Regions from separate parts of the Danio rerio genome. Here region 2 is linked to region 1. The links are chromatin contacts, called in public Micro-C maps. All regions are on one chromosome and are shown on one strand. Each heading gives the region's core, a stretch centred on a gene start, on an enhancer-like site or on the middle of the called end of the contact. The rest is flanking DNA. Distances are from core to core; before and after follow the strand shown.

The links. Hi-C and Micro-C count contacts between places; a contact is called where the count stands out from the background.
Region 2: a Micro-C map of caudal fin shows a contact between it and region 1, with 8 times the contacts expected there. The contact joins the promoter of niban1b here to the enhancer-like site in region 1. A contact is called at or near these places in 3 of 18 Hi-C or Micro-C datasets (caudal fin, hematopoietic stem cells and an unstated tissue) and 1 of 4 datasets of contacts at active chromatin or transcription factors (caudal fin).

Annotation. Positions count from the first base shown.
Region 1 is chr2:26,635,716-26,642,070 of GRCz12tu, reverse strand. It overlaps niban1b (niban apoptosis regulator 1b), which reads left to right. Exons shown (of 14, transcript XM_684820.9): 6 at 66-181; 7 at 3,825-3,929; 8 at 5,644-5,806. Among named protein-coding and RNA genes, the nearest start is that of niban1b, 40 kb to the left of the region's middle. Within about 2 kb of position 3,925, at least 16 of the 62 cell types and tissues checked have an H3K27ac peak or open chromatin away from gene starts, as enhancers often do. A contact at or near this core is called in caudal fin, where this site is marked.
Region 2 is chr2:26,673,123-26,680,197 of GRCz12tu, reverse strand. It overlaps niban1b (niban apoptosis regulator 1b), which reads left to right and starts at 1,392. Exons shown (of 14, transcript XM_684820.9): 1 at 1,392-1,557. The coding sequence starts at 1,503.

The DNA.
Region 1 (6,355 bases), core at 2,676-5,175:
TGATTGAGTATTACGCAATCCTTTCATTTACCAGAGCTCTTCTCCTCTGTCTGTTGTGTGTGCAGATTTTGTGAAGAGTACGGCACATGAGGTGCAGGCTTTCCTGAAGGCCATTCACTTCTACAGGCAGGAGAAGGGCCACTATGAATCATGGGATATGCTGGTGGGCACTGACACCCAGGTGGGCCTCTTGATCTCCAAATTACTCACAAGCATCTTTACAATGAGTGTCTGGGAAAACTAGTGTCTGCTTCATTTGAATGAATGAGACGAGTCATGCTTCTGTCATGTTCTAGTGACCACAGAGGTGAACAAATGCTCTGTGACATCATAGTGTGGTCATCAGACTGAATTGAGTGGATTTAGGAGCGTCATGCTGTTAACATTTCATTTGTGGCTCATTGAACTGTCAGTTCATGCTTGACTGAAAGTATTTAATGCATGTTTATGTTTTACGAGGACTGATTTTGTACATATATTTAGTGTAAATGTTTTAGAGGAGATGTATTTGTCATTTCCACGTGCTCCAGGAAAACATTTACATTTATTTTATAGACAATGATTATATTTAAAGGGATAGTTCACCCAAAAACAAAAATTCTGTCATCAGTTTTTACTCATGCACCATTTGGATGGTAAACATAAGAATGTTCCAGGAATGGATGCAGTGTCTGTTTCCCCCCCAACATTCTTCACAGTATCTTGTTTTGTGTTCAACCAAAGAAAGAAATTCATTGAAGTTTAGAGTTTAGAACCACTTGAGTGTGAGGAAACTGAGTATGAACTATCCATTTAATCATTTATTTATTATATATCTTAAATATTTTTAATGCTAGAATCTACAAAAGCATTAAAGGGACATAATGACTTTTGCATCCCCGTATCCCATTTTCTATTTAAACAAAGGTTGTTTACCTGAAAAGCTTAAGCATTTTTATTTAGATGATTGCAACACAAATAAGCATCCCATATGCTTTGTGAGAATCCAAACGCAATGATTTTATACAATATATATTTTTAAAGGGGTGGTCCATTACGATATCATATTTTAAACTTTAGTTGATGTGTAATGTAGACGTGTAAACATAAACAACATCTCTGAATGCAGACGCTCAAAGTTCAATGCAAAGAGAGACATTGGCTTTTACAGAGTTTTACATTAAAGTCTACAGTGAACTAAGTTTGGGCGCTACATACACAGCGCAGTAAAGGGGCGTGGCCAGAGGTGCTGTAATGTTATAGCAGAGAAAGCTAAAATGCCGTCCAAACGCTGCTATTTCCACAGAGCTTCTTCTGTTTCTGTATTAGGACTTCCAAAGGACACGGCACAAAAAGAAGAAGTGCTTATAATTTATCAAACACTATAAGGTATCATGTATGTTTGTATCACAGATGTGAGAGCATGAGCAAACCTGTGACCCTGAGCAAAAGCTAAAAGTAAAAACAGCTTTTGCAAACATAAAAATGATCGATATGTTGTTCCTCATACCAGAATTCTTCCTGCTCTTGGTGCAATGAATTCTTGAGAGGGTCTTTCACAGGATGTCCTGTAGCCACTCAAGGAAACACCTCTGCCTTCCTCCAACCATTGTTAAGCCCAATTTTCAACCCTAATTTGGAGAACAAGGTGTTGTTGTGTTAGAAAACTGAAAACAGAGGGGTATAGAAGGCTATAGCACACAATAAACAATGCCAAATTATTATTACTCTGTGATCAAACTTCACTATTCAAAAGTTTGGGGTTTAGAATTTCTGTTTAGATTTTCAGTTTTGAACAACTGTACAAAAGCACGCACATCCCTCTTAACTGGGTGCTCAGTCAAAAAACGCAAAAGGTGCAAATTAATTTTTCATTAAAGGCGGCAACGCCAAAGCTCCAAAGATATAAATTTACATATAATATAAAAATATAAATGTACACACTTTGTGTCAGCTTTTTTAATTTAATAAATTTTTATTTTTGGGGCTTTGGTGTTGCCGCCTTTAATATAATATAATATAATATAATATAATATAATATAGGTGGGCAACACAGTGGCGCAGTAGGTAGTGCTGTCAGCTAGCGTTTCTGCGTGGGTTTCCTTTGTGTGCTCCGGTTTCCCCCACAGTCCAAAGACATGCTGTGTAGGTGAATTGGGTAGGCTAAATTGTCTGTAGTGTATGAGTGTGAATGAGTGTGTATGGATGTTTCCCAGAGCTGGGTTGCAGCTGGATAAGTTGCTGGTTTATTCCACTGTGGCAACCCTGGATTAATAAAGGGACTAAGCCGAAAAGAAAATGAATAAATGAATGAATGATATAGGCGACACGGTGGCTCAGTAATCAGCATTGTTGCCTCATAGCAAAAAGGTCGCTGATCCCGTCTGGGCTAATTGGCATTTCTTTGGAGAAGACATGTGGGACAGGTGAATTAAGGAAACTAAATTGGCCGTAGTGTATGATTGTAGAACATATAACATATGCTGGACAAGCTGGCAGTTCATTCCGCTGTGGCAACCCTTCAAAAATAAAGGAACTAAGCTGAAGAAAAATGAATGAATGAATGAATTACTAAAAATTCATTAAAAACTTAAACATTAAAAAATTCAACTAAAACTTTCTCAGTTTTTTCTGTTATCTATTTACCATTATGTCAACTTTGAATGTATTTATCTACTTATCTTATGAACAATGAAACAGTTATTATACAAAGAGCTTGAGAACAAAACTATCAACATACAGTTTTTATGTAATTATGCTTCAAGCATATTTAGTGACTGTAACCCTTTTATTACTCTATATTCACAATGACTCAACCACCACATCTCTGAATTGCAGACTGAATCACCTCCTTCACATTATTCCACCGCTTTTATATTGCTTTGCCTTGTTTTTACATTTCTAAAACATTGTAAGCAAGACAGAGGTATTTTCTAGACAAATAAAAATATTATACTGTTTTCAGAAAAATAGCTATTTTTGCAACTTTAAATTAGCAAAATAATCTGTTTATGGGCTTAACAAATTTAACTGAATACAAGATTATTTTGTTTCTTTTAAGAATAATTTTTAATTTAGAAAAAATCAAAACAACTTAAAAACCTAATTGGTTTTTGGACAACTTTTTATTTATCTAGAACAAAGATGCCCGAACTAGGGCCTGTGGGCAAAATTGGCCCATGATTACCTTTGATTTGGCCCATCATCCCATTTGAGAAGAAAGTAAAAATAAGGGGGGTCAGGGGTGAGGAGATAGCGTTTATTAGAGATTGTGTTTTCTAACTTTGCTTGTTTGTTTTATTGTTGAGCTACAAAAAAGCAAGCTTGAATTAAATCTTTCAATTAAATGCTGCAAATAGATCAGATTCATTTAAATGTGCATTGAATTCCATTCTTTGTGTTATAAAAGGAATTGTTTGTTTTCATTGTAATAAGTTAATTATAAAATGTGCAAATTTACAATGCAATAATTAACTTAATATGATTACAGTAATGATTTCTTTATTTTTAAATATTATTTAAAAAACTAGCAAATTACCCATGGCAACTTTGTAATACAGTTTGCTTTATTTATCTTCGGCCCACAGCCCTCAATTATGTTTAGTGTCTGGCCCTTCATAAGACAAACTTTGGGCACCCCGATCTAGAGAATGCTTCTTGGTTTAAGGATTAGATATTTGAACAAGAAACAAGACAAAAACTCTAAGTAAGAAAAGCAAATGTAATTTTTATAGACGTGTGTTTTTCCTCCATGTGTCACTGTGGAGTCTTAGTTCGTGTATCATCACGGCTCTAATTCTGCCATTACTGGCCACAGCAGTGACTCTCTCACTGTTTTTCTGCAGGTGCTGGCCAATCTGGTGCTGGAGGATCTTCTGCCGTCCCTGCAGACGGAGCTCTTGCCCAAGCTGAAGGGGAAGAAGCCGGAGAGGAAGAGGGTTTGGTTTGCGGTAAGTGAGATCAGCCTCTCCTTGCCTCTATTCTTAGAGCATTTACAAAGCATGTGTTCAGTGTCGCAGTCAGACGACACTCGGCTGCTGCTTTTTTGAGCAGTCCACCTTTTCCCACAGCATGCTTTCCTTTGCAGGACACTTTGCATGAATTATGGGAGTAACTTCCTTTAAACTGTAAACAAACAGTGAAGTGCTTCATTTAAAAATGTGGGTTTAATGAGGGTCATTATTCTCCCAGTTCATCCATTGAAAGTGGTGAGGAAATTTATTAGAATTAACAAATGAGTTTGGGCAGACCATGAATAGCACCAAAAACTGAAGATGAATCTTTCTGTAGCAGTAAATACTGAATGTGACTTGATGTAAAAACAGGGGTGGGCGATGTGACCAAAATTCGATTTCATTTTATTTAATAGTGCCGATTATTTAAGAAGATAGTTATTCTAGAAAATCTTCTCTGTTCATGTGTTTTGAAGAAGAGTTCACTTACAGGATCTCAGAGTCAGATTTGAGATTTCTATTCCCCATATTAGTGTTTTCTTATTTTCTTCTTGGAAATTTCTCATTGGGCAGGCACTAGGACCCAGTGGGAGACAGCAAAAGAATACATTTAACATATATTAAATTACGCTCTGTATGATTGGTGTCACAGTCAATGTTAAAATGACAAATGAAATGTTACTTTTCTTAAAGATAAAAATAAAGCTCGAAGCCAAACACACCTCTCACAAAGGTATTATTAGCATGCATATAAACTATTTTTTCTCCCACACTTTTTATTACAATTTTTTTGAGACTTATTAAATATAAGTTTCCCAAACTTAAAGTGCAACCAATAATTTGGAAGCATGTAGAAAAACTGGCGCCGGCAGCCATTCAGCTGTACGCCCTGTGTGTAACTACCATGAGAGGGCACGAATTACTGCAGCTTTTTTTTTTCTATTTTTACATCATTTAAATTGATTATTCAACAGTATACACGACGATATATTGACAAAGCAAGAAAGAATGAGAATAAATAAGGATGTGCGGTTGTGTGTTTTAAAGTGTGTTTGTATTTGCAGAGTGGGATATGGGTAGGCCCACACGGAATCTGCGCGCGCATAATTCTGCAGATTTTCCACAGATTTTCCGCAGATTTCTGCAGATTTTTAGCCCGTTATTAGTTCTGTTTATTTACTTGAGTAAATGTGTAAATCTGATTTTATTCAGTTTTTATTCAGTAATTTATTACTTTTTATTTAATATATTAAGGTTTTAGTTATGATACTCCACTGGATACTCCAAAAATAATACCAAAGTTCTCCGCAGAAATGGCAAAAAACGTCCGCAGATTCCGTCTGGCCCTGGATATGGGTAAAGAAATCTATTGGCTTTGGTTTTCTGTCAGTTTTTCCGCGCATTAAAAATTGTTTAAAACAAGGTTCAACATGAGTAAACGCTCTTTAAAACAGTCAAACTTAATTAAGGCATTTGCCTAATGGCCTAAAATTAATGAGACAAATATTGGAAAAAATGGTAAAAAAAAAAAAAACTATTGTTTTTCTGGCCTCCACATCATCCAAAATAATACACATTTTACACAATTAGATATAACTCTCTTCGGCTGTCTGTCTCAGCTGACTTGGCATACAGACAAAGACGGCTCTGTGTCCGTGATGGAGTGGGTTTATTGTGCCCATTTTTAGGATGTGATTGTGTTTTCTGTTAGACGGTGGAGGCGACCTATGAGCTCGTGCATGAACAACTCAGAGAAGGATTAGAGAGCTTGAAAACAGAGTGCATAAATGCCAGCAAACAGCAGGAGGCGCTCATCCGTTCAGACATGGACCAAATCATCAACTCACAAACGTTTGTGGAAACAAAACTGCAAGGTATGGATATATTAAAGTAGATCTATACAGGAATTAAGTTCTGTGTATAATGTTTTAGTTCCTTCTGTCTTTATTAGGTCTGTGGTTTAAAGGATTGGGTTGTAAATCAATACTTTTCTTGTGCAAGGGTGCATTAAATTGATCAGAAGTGACTTTAAAGACAGTTATGATGTTTATATTTAGAGTTCTTATTCTGATAAATGCTGTTCTTATTAAACTTTTTATTTGTTAGAGATTTCTGGAAATTTGTGAAAATATTAAGCATCAAAACCTGTTTTCAGGAATGAAGAAATAAAGTAAATAGCGCTCTCTTTTTATGTTCTGGTGACTGAATGCTTACAGGGTGCGTTTCCGAAAAAATGGCAAGTTCCTTCATTACAAACATAGTTCCTTGATTTGGTGTTTCCCAAATCCATCGTTCCAATGAACATTCGCAAACTGCATCGCAAACTTGTACACTTGCAATTACACCTCTAGAGCTGTTAGAAACATAGTTCCTGGCTGTGTTCTATTCCCCGTTATCCCCCTATGCCCAATTCATTTAGAACA
Region 2 (7,075 bases), core at 143-2,642, 41 kb before region 1:
CCACTAAATACTAATAAATTTTATATGTGCCAGCCAAAACATCTAAGAAACCATTCCCCCTTTTTTTAGACAAAAATGTTTTAATGGTTGAAAACTGAGGGTGTGCAGCAGCAGCCTATGTTTTTGCACAGGAAACCATCAAACTGTCTGTGATGTTTCAATTTATTTAGTTTTCTTTTGGACATTACAGTGGATTACAGTGGATTACAGTAGAATTAACCGCCAACTTATACAGCATATGTTTTACACAGTGGATGCCCTTCCAGGTGCAACCCAGTACTGGGAAACACCCATACACTCTCATTCACACACATACGGTCAATTTAGTTTATTTAATTCACCTACAGCACAGGTGTATGGATGGACTGAGGGGGAAACAGGAGCACCCGGAGGAAACCCATGCCAACACGGGGAGAACATGCAAACTCCACACAGAAACGCCAACTGCAACCGGGACTCGAACCAGCGACCTGCTGTGAGGCTGTGTGCCTTGTCTGTGATGCTTTTTCAGCAAGGACGACATAATTATAATGATGAGATACAAAGTTATAATTAGGATAAAATATATTAGATAAATGATACCAATGAGACAACATGAAATAACTCACAAAGTTTGTTCAAGGTTTGAATTAAACTATGAAAGTGAATCTTGGGAGTCAGAGTTATCCCCATTAAAATTAAAAGTGGAAGTTAAATAGTTTCTTATAATTTACATTTTTGTTTGTCATATTATGATTTGCTAGCATTTTATGTGGCAAAAATAAATGTTTTATGATTCTGTGGAAAGTCAATGCGAGTAAAACCAAGTGCAAACACGTGCCTCTAGAGGGGAGTAGAGTTACTGTATAACATAGCCTACATCTTTTGGGTAACACATCATTTTTTAATTGGCAAACTTAACTTCTTTTTTTTTTTTAAGTAAATAAGCAACAGGGTTTCTAACGTTACACAAATTATAGGCTGTATTTAAATCCTTGCGTGTTACACATAGGAAGCATGGTGCACATTTTGCTCTTTGCCTACTGTTTATCTTTTGTTCAACAGGACGCGCCCTCACCGTTTGTCTATCATTTTGTAGGCTACTGTCAGCAGTTCATGTAGGTGCAGAATACGATTTAAACTAATAAACTACGATATAAGTTCTAGTCTATTCCAAAACTATTAGAATTAAACCAATTTTGTCAAAATAAATTTTTTTAAATACCTTTTAAAAATAGTCTCATTAAAGAAGTGTAAACCTGCATTAACAACATTTTTGAGCACATTAAAACGCAAACAAACCAAACTAACCCCAAAACAGCGCTGTGTAAAACTGCAGTTCGGATGTTGACAGAGCGGAGAGGATAGGCGGGCGGGCGCTGCAGTTTGAGGAAGTTTGAGATGCTTGAGTCAGTTTGTTAGCGCTCGTCATTATCTGCCAGTCAAAATAGCCGCTGTGCTTCACATCACAATCGGACTAACGGAAAAATTCACTCGGGACAGATCAGGACAAACGCGGCACAATGGGAGCATCCTCATCCAGTCTGTTGGACGAGAGCAAAATAAACTACATACGAGGTAAACGGATTTCTCTATCTGCTATACGAGTTGCAGCTGACTTAGCTATTTATATTTTTGAGATTAATAATCATTACTGAAAGGGACTTTACTTCTCATTTATGCGTTACTATTTTCTTCCTCATATTTACTGCATTTATGTTGTAAATTCAAATTAAGCGTCTTATCACTAAATAATCCTTATCTGTAAGTATTGCTGCAACTGAATTTTCAAGAATAACCTACTTTTGTTAAACACTAAAGGCCGACAACCAAGGTGCTGTAGTGCAGGAAATATCACTAGTTTATGTTAAAGTTTCATGCAAAATGCACACCCACCCAAATCTACCACACGCCCACCACACCTTTAACTCCACCTATCAGCAGTTATCCCACAGATTAGTCATAATAACCCATTTCACATACTTCATTGTTTTGTGAAAATTAATTACATAGATTGCTGGTAAAATTGGCACTCACAAAAAGTGAAAGTGAACATCAGCATACTTGTGATTTGACCCAACACTCTACAAAAGGCTGGGTTATTTTAACTCAAATTGGGTAAAATATGGACTCATTTTGACCCAGTACAAACTCAAAGTATGTCTTAGTTATTAATTTTTATGTGTTTTTTCCAAGAATGCAGTTTGTTTCTTAAGTTAAATCAATGCAAGCATCTTTGTTTGCCCCATTGTTTAGTGAAGGCTGAATTGAGCTCAAAGACTATAGCTGAGAACCAGTGATTAACACTGTATAATTACATTTTATAATAACATGCAGTATTAATGGATGTAAACTACACTGTTGACCTCCCTTATACCTATTCATACCATCAGATCAGTCCCGAAACAATTTCATAAAATGTTTAGGACGTAGCTAAGATGCACAAAATAAACTGGAACGTAACTTATAATGTGTGCATGTAGGACCCACCCAAAGACTCACCCCTCACTGACAAAGGTCCAGAATTTGTGTCATACATGATGAGCTCATTTGTCCTATTTTGACTGCTACGCCATAAATTGTGCAAATAATCCATAGAAAAAGGCTTTAATACCAAGCAGAATCCTGTGTTGGCTACGGAAAGTTGAATGTGCTGGTCATTATTTTCAAATTAATGATATTTAAATGACAATAGGCTACAGTTTCTTATTTAAAACTTAAACAGATTCCTATGTTTTACTATTGATATATGATGTAATTGATGTATAAATAAGGTATATGATGTAAATGATAATTGATGTAAATCTCTAGGAAATGTTTTTGGTTCATCATTATGATGACCGTCCAGCAAGCTAATCCAGCAAAAAATAATGCTTTAAAAGGCAGTAAAATGTGTCACGTAGGCGCAGTGGTTAGCACGATCACCTCACAGATAGAAGGTTGCTGGTTTGAGCCCCGGCTGGGTCAATTAGTATTTTTGTGTGGAGTTTGCATGTTCTCCCCATGTTTGCGTGGGTTTTCCTCCAGGGTGCTCCAAGGAGTCCAAAGTCATTTGCTATAGGTGAATAGGGTGAGCAAAATGGGCTGTAGTGTATGTGTGTGAATGCAATAGTGTAAGGGTGTTTCCCAGTGATGGGTTGCAATTGGAAAGGCATCTGCTGTGTAAAACAGATGCTGGATAAGTTGGCGGTTCATTCCACTGTGGCGACCCTAGATAAGTAAAGGAACCAAGCCGAAAAGAATACAACTAAATGAATGAAAGTCACTAAAATGCAGTATTTAAACCTCATAATTTAAAAAAAAATGAGGCGAATAACTGCAAAAAGGTTCACTTTTTTAAAAAAAAGTATCACCCTTTTCACCAGGCTGGCTAGCAGCCTGTATATAAAGTGTTATCACAATTTCTTCCCCCTTACAAAGATATGTGGTTAAATGTAAAATCAGCTGCAGTAGCACTAATCTAATATTCCAACTAAAGTTAGTTGACAGTTTCGACTACTTACATATTAAACAGAATGTCTAAAAGGGATCACCAAAATAAAGTGTACTCCTAATTAATCCTGAATGTGCGGTACAGTATAAAATGCAAACATGCATAACCTAATCATACCATGAAGCCTGTTACCCTGGTAGCAGCAAAAGTATGCAATAATTGCATTGCACATAGAAGTTGATTTTCTCCTCACAAGTAAATAAGACACAAATTATAAAGCAGAGCTATTGTGTATAACACAAAGAGATGAATAATGTGAAGTGTTACCACAATTTCCTTTTTTCTCCTCCAAAAATCTGTAGATTCTGTTTCGCATTTCATTGCATATTTGCAGCACTCTCAGAATCAGTGATATACTGCCTTTGTGAATGCAGTGAAGTCAGTGCGTATGTGATTCGACTGGAATGTCACACATTCTGAGCGCATATACTGCAGAGAATGGGTTTCCTTCCCCTGATGGGGAGCACAGCTGTTCCTGCATAATGGGGATTGTTTTGCCCTTATTTCATCTGGCCAGCAGTGAGCAGGAAGTATTGAACCAGAGTGGAAATTCATTCCAACATTCACTTCTCTTTATTGTTCAGTCTTCTCAACTAAATATTTATTGTCATTTCTTTGCCTCCTTGAAGTAACCTTAAGGCTAGACTTTAGACTTTAAAAAGTCTGCTTTACTTATATGGGAAAAGTATTTATTGAATTTCACATGCAGTAGTGACAACTGCACACCTAACACAGCTAGGCAAATAAATTATAGCCTAAAATATTTAATGATCAAAGTAAAAAGACACACTAATTGTTGACACTGTGACATCACATTTGTGTGGTTCATCTGGTAAACTATTAGCAGAATGAGTCTGGGTTTAAACTGAAACAGAAAGAGCTTCATTCTTGGAGTGAATACTGCCCTTGTGCTCCAAAAACTCAAGTTATTTGCCACGTCCTCTTGGCTGTTTTTTTTAATTTTTTTGGCCCTGGCATGTATTTGCTCACTGCTATCCAATGTATACACACACAGGTTAAATGAGGACTCTGATCACTCCAGGGTTTGTGCTGTTGTTAGAAAGCTATGTGTTTGATTACATTTGTTTTCCTCCCATAACAGTTAATTACGAGCCATTAAACAGTCATCACGCAATCTTAAAACATACAGAATAGGCATAAAGCTGTATATGCAGTTTGACGCAACAGATGGTAAAAATCAAAACAGCACCAGCATGTAAAAGCTGGACAGAATTATGATGCTCGATTCACCACCCCCTCCTCCGCTAAACTCCTAAATGATGTCATGGGGTTTTTTGGCATCAACTTGGATTGATTTAGCTGAGAAGGGCCTGGTGGGCTAAAATGGTGCTTAAAAATGAAATGCAACAATATATGAGATTGTAATGTAAAAATAAATAAGGCACACAGAAATCACTAGCACAGCCTGAATTATGCACTTCAGTCTAACGTAAAATATGTTGCATCCTATGTTTCGTTGCATGTTTCAGATGACAAATCCACTAGAGGGCACTGTGTATAGTTTTGTAAATCTAAAATATGCAATTTTTTTGGCAATGGTTTCCAAAGTAGGGGTCATGGGACAATGACTCAAACAAACTCAAACAAATTTTTTTAAACTATTAAAATGACCATACTTTTCCCAGAGATGGGTTGCTGCTGGAAGGGCATCCGCTGTGTAAAAACGTGCTGGATAAGTTGGCGGTTCATTCCGCTGTGGTGACCCCGAATTAATAAAGGGATTAAGCCGGAAAAAAAATGAATGAATAAATGAATGACCATATTTTATCCATAACCCACAGAAGATAAAAATAGCAGTTAATAGTTACATAAAAAACAACAACATGCAAATGAAAAGCCATCAGCCTTTAGCTTATTTTTTGTTAAAGGATCTATGTGCTTACGTTAGATGAATAACACAGCAATAGCGTCAGCTGCAGCAGATTGATTTTATAGCACCAGGTCAAACTTTCTGACACCTTTATGGCAATCAAATGCATTAAAAATAAATACAGGCCACAACTGAACATTGAGAAAGAGAGTGGCTCTAAAATTAAACCAAGAATAGACTTTTGCTGAAAACATTGTGCCCACCAGTCTCATTAAGTGAGGTTAATATAAATTTAAACAAATTATTAAATGACTTAAAAATTATATGGGTGTAACGATGGCGCAGTGGGTAGCACAATCGCCTCACAGCAAGAAGGTTGCTGGTTCAAGAAATGCCAACTGACCCAGCTGGGCTCGAACCAGCGACCTTCTTGCTGTGAGGCGATCATGTTACCCATTGCACCACTGTTAAGCCTTCACTGGGGATGTATATAGGTTTATTAATTTAGTTTATGCACTATTTTTATGGTCCCGTTTGGACAAGCTGATCCTGTAAGTAGCTTTTAATCCACATATTAACCAGCCAATGGTTTGCTTTGGGTTATAAGAAGTAGTAGGTCTCTAATCACAGGGTCGCAACCTTGAAAGAATTGCTACTAGTTCTGGGAAAAATGTCTATAGGTCTATATCTCTATAGGTTTGTGTCATTTATTGGTCACTTGAACATTTTTGTCAACAAAGTAAAAAAACAAAAACTAAATGGAAAAATTGACAACCAAAACAACAATGGCAAACTGCAGGACTGTCAAATCAAATCAAATCAAATGACTTTTATTGTCACATCATCAGTCTGTAAAATAACACACAAAATGTTTATTTTCAATTGAATTTAATTCAATTCATGTTTATTTCTACACCGCTTTTACAATGTAGATTGTGTCAAAGCAGCTTAACATAGAAGTTGTAGTAAATTCAGTTCAGTTTTCAGAGCTGAAGTTCAGTTCAGTTTAGTTCAGTTCTGTTCAGTTCAGCGTGGTTTAAATTTCACTGCTGTCCAAACACTGAACAGCAAATCCGGCGATGCGAAGCTCCACAAGTCCCGTACAAGCAAGCTAGTGGCGACTGTGGCGAGTAACAAACTTCACCAATTGATGAAATGAAGGAAAAAATACATTTTCTATGTCATGTTTCTTTACCATCTGCATCTACAAGGGCATAATCATGACATGTACAGCCAATCACTGCATAATCTGTAATATGAAATAAGACTAATTTATAATGACCTTCAGAATGCAATAATACTGCTAACATTCAGTTGGACTGCAGTTTGTGTTTAGTTTAGTTAGTATATTTTGATAATCTTGCTACAAAATTAATTTGCAAATGAGTCTGACTATGTAAGCAGAAGATTATTAATCCACAAATGTTATGACACACATTGATGGCACTACTTCAAGCATATTTAGTGTTCAAATGGTCTCAGTATGTGCCCCCTAAGGTATAATGGCACCTTGCTGAGGTGTCTTGTTCAACTTGGGCAAATTCCCCTGAAAGTAATCAAATGGCACAGTCATTCCCTGTTCTTTAGCCGCTCATTTTCCAGCTCTGACATTAAAAAATAATTGTGGAAATCTGGATCCACTTTTCTGATGTCGTTGTTGGAGTGCTGAATAAAGCATGCCGTTCTGAATTTTAACTGAGCTTCACATCATATATTCTTTCCCACTTTACTCCATGCTTGCAGTGGGGCTCTAGGGGAAACGGTCATGGTTG